Linked DNA regions of Sus scrofa: all the other regions are linked to region 2. Evidence: chromatin contacts called from public Hi-C and promoter capture Hi-C data. All regions are on one chromosome and are shown on one strand. Each heading gives the region's core, a stretch centred on a gene start, on an enhancer-like site or on the middle of the called end of the contact. The rest is flanking DNA. Distances are from core to core; before and after follow the strand shown. Region 1 holds the start of TRAM2 (translocating chain-associated membrane protein 2). Region 2 holds the start of MCM3 (DNA replication licensing factor MCM3). Region 3 holds the start of TMEM14A (transmembrane protein 14A).

Evidence for each region. Promoter capture Hi-C pulls out the DNA fragments that hold promoters and counts their contacts. Hi-C and Micro-C count contacts between places; a contact is called where the count stands out from the background.
Region 1: a promoter capture Hi-C map of fetal liver shows a contact between it and region 2, with 2.2 times the contacts expected there. The contact joins the promoter of TRAM2 here to the promoter of MCM3 in region 2. A contact is called at or near these places in 1 of 5 promoter capture datasets (fetal liver) and 1 of 47 Hi-C or Micro-C datasets (embryonic fibroblasts).
Region 3: a Hi-C map of embryonic fibroblasts shows a contact between it and region 2, with 2.7 times the contacts expected there. The contact joins the promoter of TMEM14A here to the promoter of MCM3 in region 2. A contact is called at or near these places in 1 of 5 promoter capture datasets (liver), 9 of 47 Hi-C or Micro-C datasets (alveolar macrophages, blood, brain and 6 more) and 1 of 2 datasets of contacts at active chromatin or transcription factors (alveolar macrophages).

Annotation. Positions count from the first base shown.
Region 1 is chr7:46,405,712-46,409,629 of Sscrofa11.1, reverse strand. It overlaps TRAM2 (translocating chain-associated membrane protein 2), which reads left to right and starts at 2,647. Exons shown (of 11, transcript XM_021098825.1): 1 at 2,647-2,933. The coding sequence starts at 2,814.
Region 2 is chr7:46,102,299-46,106,183 of Sscrofa11.1, reverse strand. It overlaps MCM3 (DNA replication licensing factor MCM3), which reads left to right and starts at 1,759. Exons shown (of 17, transcript XM_001924813.6): 1 at 1,759-1,963; 2 at 3,200-3,312. The coding sequence starts at 1,886.
Region 3 is chr7:46,508,106-46,512,306 of Sscrofa11.1, reverse strand. TMEM14A (transmembrane protein 14A) reads right to left here and starts at 2,583. Exons shown (of 5, transcript XM_005666469.3): 1 at 2,474-2,583; 2 at 277-361. The coding sequence starts at 346.

The DNA.
Region 1 (3,918 bases), core at 1,398-3,897, 300 kb before region 2:
CAGCTTTGGCAATGCCAGACCCCCAACCAGCTGTACTAGGCCTGGGATCAAACCTGTGTCCTAGTGCTCCCCAAACGCCCCTGATCCCATTGCGACACAGCAGGGGACACTCCGTGTCACTTCTAATAGATTGTAAGCTCCAGCATAGTTCTTATTGCATAACAAATGACAAGATTCAGTGACTTAAAACAGCAGATGTTGATTATCTCACAGTTGCTGTATGCCAGGAATTTGGGAGAGGATTACCTAGCTGGTTCTGGCTAGGGGTCTCTTGTGAGGTTGTAGTCCAGAGGGCAGTTAGGGCTGCAGCCATTGGAAGGCTTGACTAGGCTGGAGGATCTGCTTCCAAGATGGCTAACACAGAAGCCTGGCACAGAAGCTTGGCAAATTAGTGCTGGTTGTTGGCTTGAGGTCCTGGTTCCTGTCCATGTGAACCTCCCCACACAGCTGCTTGAGTATCTTCACAACATGGCAGCCTACTTCCTCTAGAACGAGTGATCCAAGGCAACAGGGAAAACCAAAATGCCTTTATGACCTAGTCTTAGAAGTCTCATACCATCAATTATGCCATATTCTGCTTGTTAGAAGTAAGCCACTAAATCTAGCCCACCCTCAAGAAGGGGAGTAATTGATATCTCTTAAAGGGAGGAATATCAAAGAGCTTGAGGAAATATCTTAAAACCACCAACAGGGGTTGTCCTATCTTTCTGTCTTCAGTAACTAGCATAGCATCTGGCAGCATGTAGGTGTTCAGTAGATGTTTCTAATGGAATGATGTGTTAAGAAGGAGAATTGGAGGTTGGGTACCCATGGGTAATTAGTGTGGGCCAGGTGAAGAATGATGAAGATGAGAATTGGTGGGAGATAGGTAAGACTTCATGGGACTCCATGACTGACTGCATGAGAGGGGTTGGAAAGAGATCCATTTGGGGTTTAAAGTGATCTTGCAACTAGGACTTAGAGATGGTTGTGATGGCTGAAGCAGGTATCCAGGACTTCCTCCATGGGGTTTCAAAGTAATCAAATATCAAGCCATACAGTTAAGAACCCTATGTCTGGTCGTTCAATTATATTTGAAAGGCCCCAGAGCTGGCAGTTATCAGTCTAAGCCCTAACCTATCCCTTTATGTCAGGTTTCTCATTTATAAATGTGGAGGTTATAATATCTAACTATGTCCCAGAACTTTCCAGTTCAACTCTTAAAACATCCCACCTTTTGCAAGAAATTCCCACCACAACAGCCTCTGCAAATGGTCATGCAGAAATAAGAGGGAACTATTAGGTTGAACCACATGAAATGCTGGTATTTCACTTTTCACTTATAAACAAATCATTTTCATGGGGTTCAACCTAAGGGATGTGACTGAGGTTGAAGATTTGAACACCTTTTTACAGATGGAAAATTGAGATGTTCCAGAGTTCTGGATCTTTCTGTTCGTCACACAACTAAGATCCATCTTTAAGAAAGGTCAGTCTTGATATTAAACTAGGCTTAGTCCAATAAAGACATGACTTCCACATTTCCTTAAGTCAGATAAAGGTATTAAAGTCTGAAACTGAAGTCAAGAAACTTAAGATGGAAAATTTATCTTGGAACTCCAGATAAGTCCAGACTCAATCACACTTCATACACTGTGCCATTTCTAAGAAATTGTATTTACTGAGAAGTGAAATAGCTGTGGACCTAATAAAAAAGAGACTAAAAATTAAATACTTTTTGCTCATTTTCTATTTGTGTACATCTGAAAAGTAATTAGTCGACTCCTTCATACTGGTAGGAATAAATCCAATATTTGCCAATATAAATAATGCAAAATACCTTTTGTTCTTTCCAGGAGTACTTTTAAAACTTAATATTAAACAGAAACTCAGCGAGAAAGTTTTCTTCTTCAGTGTTTATCCCTCCACTTCTTCAGATCAAATAATACCGAAGGCAGGCTTTGAGTAAAACGTGTAAAACTAATTTATAGTAGTACAAAGATCTCCAAAGTTAAGGGAGCAAAACTGCATCGATCTATCCACTCCCCCCACTGGAAAGAAAGCTCCCCGAAGGCAGGGTCTTTGTTTGCAGCATATACCCAACAATCTGAGCCATGCCTAGCCAGCGCTAGCTCTCAAAAAATACTTAGTTAACCGTCCATTCATTATCATCCGTGCAGGGCGCTCTGGCCAGCGAGGAGGCCGGCCTGAAACTCCCCTCCCTGCCCCGAACTTGGCGCTGCTCTCAGCCCCCAGGGCCACAGCCCGTACCCCCCGGAGCATCCGGCCGTGCGGCCCACTCCGCCGGCCAGCTCAGGGCCTCGTCGCCCTGCCCTTCCCGCGGAGGAAGGAACGGGCTCCGAGGAGTGGGAAACCCGGACCCACTTCCTGTCCGGGCAGGGACCGGCGTCCGCGCGCAAACACCGCCGACTCCCCTGGCTCGCCGGGCCGCCGAGCCGCAGCGGCGAGAACGCGGCGGGGCGCGGGCGCGGGGCCGGAGGAACTCGGCCGCGCGCGCCGCCCCCGGCCCCGCCCCCGCGCGTCCCCGGCGGCGAAAGGGTTAAGCGCGCAAGGGGGCGGGGCCGGAGCGAGTCCGGCGCGCAGGGTGCGGGCCGCAGGCTGCGAGGGGGCTGCGCTGGGGGCGGTTCCGGGCGGCGGGGGCAGGGGCGGGCGGAGGAAGGGGGCGGGCCCCAGAAGTTGTTGGGCTCCGGGCCGGCGGCGGGAGGGCGAGCGGGCTGCGGGCCTGCGGGCGGACCGGGCGGGGGCTGGAGAAGTTTGCGCTGCCGCTCGTGAGCACCGGGTGCGGGCCCCGCCGGCCGTGCGCGCCCGCTGCCATGGCTTTCCGCCGGAGGACGAAAAGTTACCCGCTCTTCAGCCAGGAGTTCGTCATTCACAACCATGCGGACATCGGCTTCTGCTTGGTGCTCTGCGTCCTCATCGGGCTTATGTTCGAGGTGAGCGACCCCGGAGCGGAGAGCGCCCGTCTCGCGCGCCGCCCGGCGTCTCCCTGCGAGTACCCGGGGTCCGCGTCTGCGCCTGGGTTCCCAGACGCCTTGTCGGTTCCCCGCACCCCCGGCTTTGTGCACTGTGCGCCCCTCGGCCTCCTGGGCAGCCCAGACACCGCCGCCAGCTCCGCGCCGTGCCCGCCCGCCCTGCTGTGCTGCCCCCTTAGGCACCCACCGTGCCCTGCAGCGCTCTCTGCAGTCCCGAATCTTAAGCCTGGCCTAGAACCAACCGCAGCGCTGCCACCCTGGCCGGACCAACGGAGGTTCTGCTCTGGTGTCCGGGAGCCAAGCCGGGAGACTCCCAGCCCCGCAGTCATTGCACAACTCCCCCTCCCAAGCGGCGTCTGCCAGCTCCTCTAGGCTTTTACAGTGGGAGGGACCCCGGCCCTTTTCCACCTCCTACCTGATTTTCAGGGTCTTTTGCATCCACAACTCTGGACGGTACTCAGGTACTCGGGGTGTTCACGTGTGGCTCTGGCTCTATCCCAGAGTGCCCTTCTGCGGTCCTCTTGCCACCCCCTCCTTTTTTTTTTTTTTTTTTTTTTTTCGTCCTTGCCCAAAAGGCCAGTTTTCAGTACCCTGTATCATCCCGTGGACTGTTCCGTTAGATCCATCTGTAATGGACCCAGAGCGTCTCCCCGTTACTGGAGCAAGGCGAGGGCCAGGGATTCCCTCTGCTTTTAGGGGAAAGATGATTCTCTCATAGCTCGGGGGGAGCGGGGGGGGGGAGATAGGGCTCTGCTGGGGACGGCTGGGGCAGGCCTCCTAGAACAGGGAGTTTCAGAAAGCCCCAATGCGGTCAGAATCCAAAGCAGCTGATGAGGACTCCCTACTCCTGACCGCCAGAAAGATGTGGTATTTGGAAGTGGGGGTAACTGGTGAACACTGAATATAGGGTTTGCGGTGGTCTGTCTTGTCTCAGGGGCCAGTTACC
Region 2 (3,885 bases), core at 510-3,009:
TCTTTTTTTACAGTTTTCAAATTTGCCATAAGTTCATGCACTGTCAGAATGGATTTTCATCTTTATATGAGGAAATTAAAGCTCATAGAAAAGTATGTTTGAATCAAAGGTTTGGTTTTCATATTTTTATCTCTCTGGACTTTCTATTGCAAATGACTTGATTTCTTTACTTGTGTGAACGAAACTTCCTGGTTCTTTTAGTGTTTATTTCAAGCTGTTTCCAGAGCAGATAATATTGTCAACATTGCCTTCATTATATTCATAAAATACAGTTATGATCAAGTGATAAAGGCATTTTCAAGTTAATAAGTAATATATAATTACAAGTAGGTGCCTTATCTAGAATTCCTCTTTCTTTTTTTTTGCCTATTAATATAAACAAAAGCAAGCAGCCAGATAAAGGCCTTTTCCCTTTGAGTAAGGATCTATATATCTGCTCCCTAGGATGACACAAAACATACGGTAACTATAAACATGATAACTAAAGTATAAACTATAACAACTAAATAATACATACATACAAATAGATGGCATAGAAATTTTGTTTAGGCAGATTATACTTAAAATACTTAGCAGGGCATAGTGAATCCTGGAAACCTTAAAACATGATTAGTTAACTGAAATTTCAGATATAGAATTATCAGGTGTTTAGTCCTGTGCACTGAAATTAAGGGCAATGGGACTGCTCCTTGTGCATTCAGTGGTTACAAGGGTGTACACATCAAAAAATTCATTGAAATGGATGTAAGATTTGTGCATTTTACCTCAAAAAAACCCCCAAAATATAAACAAACTGCAAAAGACTAAAAAGAAAACAAACCAAAAAAACCTCCTGCGATATGCAATCGGTCTTTTAATTGTTTATAATTTCAGATTTGCTGTTTTAATTAATGACTGAAACTTAAGAGTGGCGTGAAACACCTTTTGTTTCTCCTTCTATTTAATTACCTTTCCATAAGCTAAGTTTTTAAAAAAGATTTTGTGAACTTCTCATAAGGCGAGAAAGACTTTAACTTACCCATTTGCGAGTAGGATGGTGTAGTAATTACGTCCATAATTTCTTACAAAACACGAGGTCATCTGGGGTGGGGGTGGGGAAACGTCGCGAAAATTTTTCTTTCACGTTCCTCTCTTCCGCGGCCTAATATTTTTGTGGGGTATTTCAGGCCACGGTATTCAGATAGCAAATGAGTTGCTGAACTAAAGAACCTCTCCCAAAGATGCTGTGATTCTATTCTCCACCCTAGATTCTCGAAATTCACTTTTTCCCCGAATGCCACTAGAGGGCGTTTGAAAAACCTATCTATAGCACAACTGATATATATTGGATATATTTTAAAAACGGTTTGCCTTTGTGTTTTTTTCTCCCTGCATGCTAAACTCACATTCTCTGACGTCTAGTCTAGTTTCAGTCCAATCGCCGGGCCGAGTTTCACTCAGTGGCAGGTCGGGGAACCGCAACCAGAAAACACCCGGTAAAACATTGAGGAAAAAGAGGGACGACTACGACTCCCAGAAGGCAGCGCTTCAGGTCTCGCTGGCTCTCCGGCTGCCCAAGGAGCAGGCTCTGCGAGCCTCCTCTCATCTCATTGGTCAGCTTTCCTGTCAGTAAAGGTGGAGTAAGGAGGGGCCCGGCTAGCACAGTTCCCGCCACTCGGAGGAGCCGCAGAGAAAACCTAGAGAAGAAGCCGTCCTCGATTGGATACTCGCTGTTCTCGCGTAGGAATAACCAGCCAATCAGAGTGTATATATCCTCCCAAATACCCCACCCCTTCCTTGGGGTTACTTTTGTTGGCGGGAAAAGTAGAGAGGTTTTCGCGCCGGGGCGGGGCTACGCTAGGCTCTTTCGCGCGGCTCCGCTGGCAGGAGTTCCTTAGCAGCGAGCATGGCCGGGACCGTGGTGTTGGAAGATGTGGAGCTGCGAGAGGCGCAGAGAGACTACCTGGATTTCCTGGACGACGAGGTAAGGGAGGGCTGGGTGGTCCAGGAGCCCCGGGGGCCGCACTGAGGCCGAGGGAGACCGCGGAGCTCCAGGCTGCGGCGGCGGGACGGAGGTTAGGGACCTTCCGCCCTGATCTTGTAGCCTTTCTGGCAGCGGAGTCTGTGGTTGAGAGCAATCCTGTGGCTTTGCAGAGTACAAATGATGGCCGGGTCTCGCGAAAGGCGCAGGTTTCCTCCAAGCGCAAACCAAGTGCAAAGGCCACGCTGACTTTTTTCACTCCCTGCTCTCTTAATTTGGAGGGAGGGTCGGGGAAGGACCGCTGGAGAACGGTGATGGTAGTGACCTGCAGACTTATAGGGTCCCCAGGTTTTAGTGGCTGACTTTCCTGCCGGAGGAAACGACTCCCTTATTTGGCCGCGTTCCTTTTTCCCTACCTTTTGGGACGGAGAGAAATAGTGTTGGCGTGCAAATAAGGGGGGTTTGTATGCAGTTTAAGATTGACAGCCACAGAATGTTGTTTAAAGCGTCTTGAAGGGTTGATAGTGCTCTGTTTGCGAATGTCCGGATATGGGAACTCTATATTATGCAGATGATTGGGGAAATAAAGTAATTCCAGACAAAATTCTGCAACGAAAAGTCACTTTGAGTATTAAAAGTCTGTTTAATTTGCATTTTAACAAGGATTTTACTTGTTCTTTTTAAATTTTTTTTTTAGTTTTTAAATATTTTTTACATTGAAGGCTAGTTGACTTAGTGTTGTGTTTCAGGTGTATAGCAAAGTGATTCTGTTTTATATATGAGTGTGTGTGTGTATATATACACATATATATATATTCTTTCTCAGATTCCTCTTCATTAGACATTATTATAAGATTGAGTATGGTTCCTGGGCTATACAGTAGGTCCTTGTTTATTTTAGATATATTAGTATGTATCTGTTAATCCCAGACACCTACTTTATTCCTTCCCCTTAACTTGTCCTTAATTCCCCAGTAAAGGTTGTGAAATGACTGCACACAGAAGAGCTATTGGTGATAATAGGAATTACAGCATGGGTCTTGAGGAAGTCATAATTCATACACTGGTCTCTTAGGTGTCTTTGGAATGTGAGACTAGTGAGTGAAAATGTGGGAGGAACTGGGATTCACCTCTGCTGCAGAGATTGATATATTTATCTTGCTGTGAGAGCTGCCTCTGTTTAAAAGCATCATATATTTGAATTTGTGGCCGTTGTGACATGTGGTGGTTCTTTTGCAGGAAGATCAGGGAATTTATCAGAGCAAAGTTCGGGAGCTGATCAGTGACAACCAGTACCGCTTGATTGTCAATGTGAATGACCTTCGCAGGAAGAATGAGAAGAGGGCTAACCGGTGAGTGGCTAGGTGTCCACCGCCACATCCTGGCCCTGAGTCAGAATGGCTCCCTTCTCTTCATTGGATTGGAGTAGACTTCCCAGCAGAGGATCTGGATGAAATGTTTCTGACCTAGAAGCCCTTAGTACCTCACCTGCTCTTATGTTTTTTACTTCTTTCCAAAGTAGGTGGTAGGCATTTTCCTCTCAAGAGCCCTTCCTACCGTGTTTAATTATATATCATGTCTCTGTCTTTGATAAGTTGAATTAAGGTTGGCCCTCAGTTCTGGTGTATTTTACTGGGTCTTGTAGGATGGCAGGAGAAAGTAGAAGCCAGATTTTCACTCCTAAGCTTTGATTATCTAAAAATGTCTACTGCTGTTTTGTAGGTTGAGTTTTTTTTTTTTTTAAGTGCCGCATCTGTGACCTATGGAGGTTCCCAGGCTAGGGATCCAATTGGAGCTGTAGCCGCTGTCCTACGCCACAGCAACACTGGATCCGAGCCAAGTCTGTGAGCTACACCACAGTTCACAGCAACACCAGATCCTTAACCCACTGAGCAAGGCCAGGGATCAAACCCGCATCCTCAAGG
Region 3 (4,201 bases), core at 1,334-3,833, 410 kb before region 2:
CCACCTTTGATAAGAAGTGGGCAGCCTAAGGAGATGAAGTCAATTAATTTTACAACTGATATTGACAGAAGAAGGGAGACTCAGATGCCAGGGCTGGAACATCCACCCAGCTCCAGAGAGAAGCCCCTCTTTCCACAAATCCCTACCATGTGCTGGTTCTCCACTGCCTAAGGACTTCATTAGCTTCTTGTCCTACCTATAGACCCTTAGATGATCCTGACACAAACATCGACCTCCCACTAGGTCCCTTGGATGAAAAATCTGGTTGGGGCTTACCTCTCCGCTTATAGCCCAAAATGCTTCCGAACGTCACCAGGGCTGCATAACCAAAACCAATCAGGTCCATTGGCAAGGTTTAACTCTATATAGCAAGAGGGAAGGGATGCATTTTACACAACAAGAAGACTTTGGGGGAGCATGTGTGTATAAAAATGATACGTGTTCCACAGAATTACAGAAATTAATCTCTCCAGTCTACTAAGAAGAGGGCACCTAGATCTTCACCCATCCCACCACCCAGCGCTACCCCAGTCCTCATCACTCTCAAGCACCATTTGAGGCGGCATCTCCTCTCCTGGTGAAGACCTGCTGTGCCCTCAGCTGTTTACTCCTTTCTACTTCCCCAGAAGGACTTTTGCCCTGGCTGTGACCCCTCCATCTCCACTGTGCACTTCCGTGCCTGGAAGGTCCCCCCTCCCTCACCTCCAATCCCAGCTCCCTTTGCACCTGTGCCCCATCTCAGACGCCCCCCGTCCCCCAACCTCCTTAACCGCTCCAGCCTGCACCGTCCACCTGGTCTGGAACACCTGCTCTTCTTCCCTCGAATTCCTTGACTTCAGCAGCTTCGCCTGATAATTCTTTCATATTTGTACAGATCTTTGTGCCCCCTCCTCCTCACACCAAAGAACAGGAAAGGGATAACATGGACGTTTGCTTATTGACTGAACCAAAGATCCCCTTTCAACATGTGCTTTGCCCTGGCTTTGCTGTGAGACAGCTCTCCCTTGGTGGCAGAGACATCCACGCTTAGTTCATGGTAAACCATTAAAAGACAAACGCAGTCCTGGCACGCACGAGGTTAACTGAGTGACCGTGACAGCCAATGTAACTCGCAGCAGTAGCTGAAACATCCAGGGGTGGGAAGTTCTCAGAAGTTCCACTGAAATCTTCCCAGGATTCTCTAAGACCTAGGAGAAGCTGTGCTGACCACAGGTGACTACTAGCGGCTACTAGTCCCAGAAGTAATTTAGGGACCTAATTTTCTCCTTAATCCAATCATCTGGTGTTAAAGGCCAGTTCTTCACCCTCCTCTGAGCTTCGCAGTTCTTCCTCTGATCCTCTTTTGAGGCCCCATCCCTCTACTTAGTGTAGAGTTACTTCTGTTGAACTCATCTCTGCCCTGGGCCAGTCAAACTTCTTGAGGACTAAGCTCAGGTTCAACTCATCTTCCTCTCCCACAGCGCCAAGCCCAATGCGTGCACAAGGCAAATGCTGAATAAATGAGTGAATGAGCTAGGGAACCAAAGCAATAACTTTGGCCTGAAGACATTCTGTAACTGAGCCACCCTCCGTGTAGCTCCACTGCCAGGAAAAAAAGCCCTTTATCTCCTCAATGAACTGAGTGTTGCTCTACAAAGACAAAATAATCTATTCTCAATCCTTGTAAGAAGTTTCCGTGCTCACAGCGAAAATTCACATAAAAAGCAATCCGCCCTGGCGCTCCTTTTCCGTAGCAGGACCGTATAACCTGCTTAGGACCACACAGTAAAACCAGAGGCTTGCGTTAGCCTGGGAGGGATAGGGGTGGGGACAATATGCCCAACGCATCACGTGCTCTCAGTGTCATCGGTTGCCCAGCACTCGGAAGAGCCAGAAAGCATCCTGGGTGCAATGCGGCAAAATAATTTACTGCACAACGTACAAAACCAGGTGACACGGCCCTGCCTTGCCCCTAGCCCTGCAAAATTTGACGAACCCACTAAGAGATTTCCCGCAAGTCATTATATAAAAAGCATTTTCACATGCTGAGGATCAATAATTACCTACCTTTTAACTCCTTGGGGCTCGAAAGACATTTTCGAGTGCAGTCTGGTTGGTGCAGGAAAGGTTTTAAAACCTCGCCAAGCATTTCTGTGATGGTCCAAGATCTCCACCCCCTTCCCCACCTCTCCGTAGCTCCAGGAACTCCAGGGAGGACAAGTGTCCAGGGAGGACAAATGGGAGATTCAGGGCCGTGGAAGGAAGAAATTCGGAGAATTCCCAGGCAGAAGAGAAGCGATACCCGGGAGAGCTGACCCCACCCCCTGCAAAATCCTCCCAAGGTTCTTCGCATTGTTATCTATTTCTGCGCCTTTGCATTAAATTACGGGCAGGAAGGTATAAGTTGCGAGACGTACAGCTCACCTGCAGCCCCAAGCTCTCCCCGCGGCTGAAAAGAGAAAAGTCGGGAGCCAGCTGCGGGAAAACTTCGTACCTGCAGTCAGGAAGCTGACCTCAAAAGCCTGCGCCTTCCGACTCTGGGCACTACTCTCCGGCACTGGGCGGGGCCGCTGATTCCGGGCGGCCCCGCCCCCCCTGTGCGCATGCGCCTCCCCCCCCACCATTCCGCAGCTCGGGTTTGTGTAGGATGGTTCTCCTTGTACCATCTGCAGCCCTCTCTGGCAATAGCATCCTAGGCCGCGGCCACCCTCGGTCACTCGCTCCTGCGGCCTGGCTTTCCGCCCTGGTGCCAGGATCTGCTGCTTTCTGTCGGACGGGGCGGGACTGACAAGCACTCGCAAGGAGTGGGTCTGGGTGTACCAAGAATTCCAGAAGGCGAAAGATTTTTAACCATGAAGAAGTTCCTTCATCATTCAAGGGGCATTTGTGGGATTTCTCCAGCAGCCTAGGCCTTTTATATACTCTCCTGTAGATTGTCCTCATTTTCAACGGTGGGAGCTAAGGTTCAGAAAGGTGAAAGGATTTCGTTGTCCTCAGGCTCAGCTCCTAAGAGAGGTGCGAGTGTTAGAACCCAGGCTGTCCAGTTTCGAAACCCGAGCAACCTTCCTTACACCGCCCATTTACGAGGTCATCTAGATGCGGAGGGGAAACCAGGAAACCGGTCTTATACTTCAAACCCAGGATTTGCTGGGCCTAAATACCAGAAGGGAAAGGTACACCATGCCAGAAGTGTAAGGCACTTGAAATCATGTCTAGTTTCAGGATAATCTATCCCCAGGAATGAGCTTTAGATTGATCTGGCATCGTGCCTTCTAAATACAACTTCTCATTTCACTCCAGTTTTGCCTTCTAGGCCACAATCCAGTAACTCCAACCCTCTCCCTTACATAACAGGCTGTCATCTAGGAGTCATCAAGTTGCTCTAGGGGTGCTTCGGGCTAGGAATAATAGAATTTCTTTTAAAAGGAAACCTAAGAATATACAGTAAATCTTGTGAACTTTGCTGAATCTACTCCTTCTGCTTAAAAATGCTTCAGGGAAGGAACGTGACTGTATCTAACTTAGGAGAAGCATAAGGTAGGCCTAGGAAGTTAACCAGGTTCCAGGAAAGTCAAGGAAGAGTTGATGGCAGGTGCTGGAATGTGGATGAAGGAAGTGATACCCTGGAGTTTGGCTGAGTGCTCCCAGCTCTCCTTCTCAGCCCCTCTAGGCTTTTGCAAAAGGGAGGATAAGGTTGAAAGCCTGACCCACTGACAGACTTTACTAGAATACTTAGCATTTTACTGACTAGCAACAGCAATTTTTAGATTTGTAGGAATGTGCTTCCATTTCTCCAAAAATTTCCACCCACTTCTTAGCCACAGGCTTGTTTTGATAGTCCAGCTGTTGTCAATCAGGTCCTGTGTATCTATAGATTCATCCTGAAGGCTGTCCTTGTCTACAGCATGCATCATTTGTAAACACTCTGAAGCACGCTGGATGCTGTCATATATTAGACATTTTCTCAGAGCAAACGGTTTTAAGGCACAGAGATAATTTGAACTGGTGAAATATAAGTTAGAGTCCAAATAAGTTACAGTTTCAGTAAAGAAATTAAGGAAGTCCTGTTTAGGAGTTCCTGCTGTGGCTCAGCGGTAAGGAACCCAACTGATATCCATGAGGACGCTGGATGGATCCCTGGCCTCGCTCGGTGGGTTAAGATTTGGCATTGAGATGAGCTGTGGTGTAGGTCACAGACGTCACTGGGATCTGGCTTGGCTGT